2 separate regions of the Bombyx mori genome follow, and region 2 is linked to region 1. Evidence: chromatin contacts called from public Hi-C data. All regions are on one chromosome and are shown on one strand. The core of a region is the stretch at or near the end of the contact, and the rest is flanking DNA. Distances in the headings are between cores, read along the strand shown. Region 1 holds the start of DnaJ-19 (translocation protein SEC63 homolog). Region 2 overlaps LOC101741956 (nucleolar protein dao-5).

The links. A called contact is a pair of places that touch in the nucleus more often than the background predicts.
Region 2: a Hi-C map of midgut shows a contact between it and region 1, with 3 times the contacts expected there. The contact joins the enhancer-like site here to the promoter of DnaJ-19 in region 1. A contact is called at or near these places in 3 of 7 Hi-C or Micro-C datasets (midgut, an unstated tissue and whole pupa).

The regions. Positions count from the first base shown.
Region 1 is chr22:10,801,542-10,804,373 of ASM3026992v2, forward strand. It overlaps DnaJ-19 (translocation protein SEC63 homolog), which reads left to right and starts at 1,358. Exons shown (of 12, transcript NM_001281897.1): 1 at 1,358-1,594; 2 at 1,845-2,176; 3 at 2,649-2,819. The coding sequence starts at 1,471. All of the region lies in intron 2 of LOC134200994, which reads right to left. LOC101738886 (iron-sulfur cluster assembly 1 homolog, mitochondrial) reads right to left here and starts at 783. Exons shown (of 3, transcript XM_004926383.5): 1 at 638-783; 2 at 241-532; 3 at 1-86. The coding sequence starts at 532.
Region 2 is chr22:10,875,381-10,878,080 of ASM3026992v2, forward strand. It overlaps LOC101741956 (nucleolar protein dao-5), which reads right to left. Exons shown (of 6, transcript XM_062674987.1): 6 at 2,309-2,700. Among protein-coding and RNA genes, the nearest start is that of LOC101741956, 9.4 kb to the right of the region's middle. Within about 2 kb of position 1,286, at least 8 of the 8 cell types and tissues checked have open chromatin away from gene starts, as enhancers often do.

The DNA.
Region 1 (2,832 bases), core at 108-2,607:
TCCACAGCCACAAGTGCCTTTGATATTGGGATTATTGAATACAAACTCTGCAGATAGCTTGTCTTCCACATAATCCATTTCTGTGCCTGAAATGAATTTATTTCATAATTTAATTCAATTTCATACGTAAATACAATATTGCGAAGTGTATCCAATTACATAGTATTATCACAGATGTTTTAAAGTTGTTTATTGATCATTTACATTACCATTTTAATGTATTATTAACATCTTACTGACCTAATAAAGTAAGCTGTGCCTTTTTGTCTATTATGATTGTAACACCGTCTTGTTTTACTTCTTCGTCTAATTTTTCTTTGGTCTTCGCGTAATCTAACGTATATGATAAACCATTGCAACCTCTTTGTCGTACTCCAACTTTTAAACCGACATAACCTTTTGCCTCTTCTTTCTGCATTATTTCTTTAACCTTTTTCACAGCTGACGGTGTTAGTACCAAAGCAGCTCTCGAAGGCAATATTCGTTTCTTTACAGCCCGTACCGTTGCACTAGCTATAATTTTTGTGGTCATCTGAAATTATTAAAATTATTTTCTTACTATTTGTACTATTGGCTTAATTATAATAATAAATTTTATTTTTAATTAAGTTAATTATAGAAGGAACCTTGTACTTACGCTTTAATAAGTATAGTTTGGATCTTGACTATTCTTGACTATATTATTTTCATTGAAATTATTTCATAACTGTTTGACATAACTTTGACTTTGACACATGTCATAACAATTATTATTATTTGTTTAATTTTTTCACTGGGTAGGCAAAGGGGAGTAGAGTCTACAAGATCAAATCTTTTGTGACAAAGACCACGTCAGTTGAATTAAATGTGAAACGCACTCACAACGAACAATTTGTGCTCTTTAGCAGAAATGAGAAGAACGAAGTTGTGTTAATTGTTTTATTTTGTTAATTTAGTGTTTCTTCGGCCTTAAGCACTTTAGAATTATGTTGGCTTATTAAGTGTTTAGCATATTGGAAAGTCCACCAATCTGGGAAAATTTTACTATTTTTGTTATTTCATCTTACCTGTTGGTCTTCATGATACTTGGGAACATCCATTAATTATCTATCTCATAAAAAAATTTAAATAAATTTTACTGGCTTGGAAACAAAGTCTTTTAAGCCATCTATCTCATAATTTAACTTTCAAAGTCCACAGATTAAACCTAATATTTGCGTGTGACTCTTTGTTCTCGTCTCTATTGACTGAAATATTAGAAGTGTATTATTATCTATGTTAAATATAGAACAGATAAGGCTGTATGAGCTTAGATCCCCTTGCCATTCCTAATAAGGAAAAATTGTACCAAAAAAAATATCTATGTTAAATGACACGTCTTCTGTCGGTCAACTTACTTGATATAAATTAATTTTGATAAGTTGTCGGGTTTTAAGTTTTACCCATTGGTGTATTTAATGTTACTTAAATCCGAATGATTTGATACTTACAATGGGCGGTCAAAAATTCGAATATGACGAAAGTGGATCTACATTCTTTTATTTTGTTTTATCATTTCTTGCATTAATATTAGTACCAGCTACATTTTATTATTGGCCTAAAAAACGAAAAGAAGGTATGGATACAAATGTTAAATTCTATTGTTGTATTAATAGATTGATTTGATGTATTAATTTGTTTCAATAATAACAACTTTTAACTAAAATGGGAATTGAAAATGTCTCATGAATTTGTCGAAGGTATCACATAATGCTTTACCGTTAGTATCGAATGCCTAATTGATGACTGTACATCACTGCTTTTTACTAATGCCGGAATTTTTTTAGTCTCACGCTTAACTGATTTAAAAATTACAACCTTTTTAGATCCTGCAAAATTAGCCGAAAGATGTCAGTGTCCAAATTGTGTTAGCAAACAACTAATCATAGAACAATCGCAGCCTTACAAAAGCGTGAAAAATTTCTTTGTGAAACTTGCTATAGTATCTGGATGGGTGCTACTTGGATTTCTGGCATACAAGGTCTCACAGTTTGATTATGAGATGTCAAACTTTGATCCGTATGAAATTTTGGGCCTACCTCCTGGTGCAACTCAGGCTGAAATAAAGAAATCATATCGTAAACAGTCTCTAGTTTTGCATCCTGACAAAGAAACTGGTGACGAGAAGGCTTTCATGAGGCTCACAAAGGCATACCAGGTAAACATAATTAATATTTCATGGATGTTTTTTCTAGGACCTAAATTGATTGTTAATATAAAAAAAAAACTTAACATATTTATTTGATACATAAAGTCAAAAAGCTCCAGTCCACAGTAAAATATAGCATATCTTAGTATCATCACCTTGAAGCAAAAGATCAAATACCCACTTGCAAAGGACTGATGTCTGATTATTCAAACTAATGCTTGTAAGCCTATTGGCAGAAATCTTTTTTTTTATGTTCCACATTGAACATTGTCTGAACAATTTTAGATTACGAACTGCAAATTCTTTAATTGAAAATTTGTAATCAATACCTTCAGCTCACTTTGAATAGGAACAGAATATGTGGTCAGTAGAGTTCATAGAAAAATACAGTAATAATGAACTGTATTCAGGATAGAGAGGCCTTTGCTCTGCAGTGGGGTACCACATATGGTATATAATAATGATAATTTATTTTATTTAGGCTCTTACAGATGATGAAGCGAGACGTAATTGGGAAAAATATGGTAACCCTGATGGACCTGGAGCAATGAGCTTTGGCATCGCTTTACCTAGTTGGATTGTCGAAAAGGAGAACAGTGTTTGGGTATTAGGCTTATATGCCTTAGTATTTATGGTTGCACTTCCAACAGCTGTTAGTATACTTT
Region 2 (2,700 bases), core at 36-2,535, 74 kb after region 1:
AGTAATAATATTATAGTAAGATTATGTCAAAATTAAAAGAGTATACTTTAGCTATTTAAAATCAGTAAATATTTAAAGACATTTAAATAATTTCATTTAAACAGAAAATAAATACCTTTTCCAATCGAGACACAATCCCATGAATGTGAAGGTGAGGAATCCATGCCACAAAAAAGTAACTGTAGGGATTGGCTCTTTCTTATGACCAAAATTTTTAAAAGTCCTAATGTTGTTTAGTTGTAGTATTCTTGACTGGTGCCACAGTTTCATGATCAGCTAACTTAACTTGATTGATTGTTTGTAACAATTAATTGCAAATTATAGTCTTTATGCAAAGTATTTCCCTGCAAATTAGTCATATTATTATACTTTGGTGACTGAGTTGAACTGTTATTCGACAAGTAAATGGGAGAGTGGTATTAAAAACAGAAGAAACTATGCAGATATAGGGGACCCAAATTCAAAGGGTTTAGGGTCAACATACTTTTTCAGAGCACCATTGGGATAAATTTGAACCAACTGGTTTTTTTTGCCAGACAATTGATATAAAGGTCTACTAAATCATCTAGATTGTACATTCAAATGTTACTTTAATATTACTTTTAGAAAAAGATAACACCTAATATTTTACTATAACTTAGGTAAAAAAGGGCATATCTATCTCTCTATTAATTTAAACATAAGCAGTCTTATTAAGAATTTTCGTAACGGTACGGTTACACATTTCATGCAATGATAAATTGTAACAAACATTTGACATGAAAGTAGCGTAGTATTATTTAGTAGCTTTAAATTAACAAGATTAAGCTATTTATATTGGCAAGAATTGTATCGATATACCTACAGTATTTCGTAAGACGATATTTTAAATTATTTTCTTTGTTTATATAGGCAAATTAAGTTCAGGTCTAGGTAAGTACTACGCGTTGTACCAAATATTTAGTGTATTATGAATTATGATATTATCTATGCGTTGTAAAATAGCACAGGTTAATATATTAGTTACTACATAACAATACTAATAATACTATTATACTATTATAACAATAGTATCATAAATAATACACTTAATATTTGAAAAATATTATTATTAAGTACCGTACCTATCTATCTATCTCTTAGGTTTATGGCGTTTCCTTTTAGATTTCGCCAATGTCAAGTGTATATAATACTCTGCTTTCTATAATTCTAATTATAATTTCTACCTACTATAATTGTTTTTTTACACCTGTCACCTGTTTTAAGTCTGTCACTTTTTTGGCACTGCTAGTTTGTCAGATTTTTCTTGAAGATTGTACTGCAAAGGCAAAGATGTTACCCCATACGGCCTAATCTTTTATATGTAACATAATATGAAGTGAAATGAAATGAAACTGATTAATATGAAACATGACATGAAATGAAATATAATCTCAGTAAAATAGTGCTCATTTACTGTGATTTTGTCAGTGGACTTTTTGGAGGATCCCGAGAAGCCACGTCTAGCGGCCTTGTTTTTTTTCCCCACATTTGTGCACTTTCACAGATACTAAGCAGTAAATAAACTACCATTATTACGCATCTAAACATGAAGAAACACTAAATAGACAAAATAAAACAAATCATACAATACCACTCCTCGCATTCCCGCCAAAATGTCCCCGAAGATTTTATGGCCTGAGAATTAAGAAGTTGACAGAAGGACAATGACGCATAATTCTCTCTAATCGATTCAGAACGATTTTTCTTTTTTGTGAAATAAATAATATTTGCGCATAGAACTAGTCGTATGAGGCTCTCGAGCCGCAGGTTGCCAACCGCGGTAGTGAGATAAATTCTGGTACATTTTTTTTATTTAGTCTGAGGCTTTATTATTTCACAATATAACATGCGTTTACGAACGGTGTATGTTTATTTCTTTACCATCAATTCAAGATCTATATTTTTTTGTCTTACTCTGTTTGTTTTCTAATTAAAAGAGATAGCCTTTCACCCGTCGATGTGATATTTGTGGGCTCCGGTAAGGGGCCGTGACTGGTGGTATTGTAATAAGTATCTGAATGTTATTTTTACTTAACAAGCAACGGGCACGGAGTCGTCTTTGGAGCTTTTTAAAACGGTTTCCGGCACCTACCTCAAACTTAATTCGACGCGGCGAACGAGTTCAACTTAGTTTTTTTTTCAGCTTTCAATGTAGAATTTGTTAATGTTTAACTCGTAATGCAGTTGTAGTAGTTACTTCTAGAATATACACGATCAAATTTTAGATTAAGAGGATAGCAGTTAACGTTATTTAGCATTTAATTACATACGTAATTAAACAACCAAATAGTATCTCAACATTATATTCAAAGGCGGGACTTTAACAGTAATGCAAAATTACATTTATTTCTTAAACCTATAATTATAAATCATTTGTACATTAATTAGTACTACAATACGTGACACTTAAAACGAGAACACTATTTACAAATACTTAACAACTAGCACTCAAAATAATAATCTTTTTTCAAATGTCAAGTAAAGTTTTAGAACATCCGAATTTAACTAGGTACCTAAAAATAGAACTGAAAATGCTTATTAAATAGTAGTCCGTGGCTGAAGCGAATATAGCAAGTATAACTTAAACAATAAAAATATTCTTTAACTTCAAACTTCCCTCACACTAATAACAATAGTCGATAAAAAAATAAGCATACACTGAATTTGAAAACTAGATAG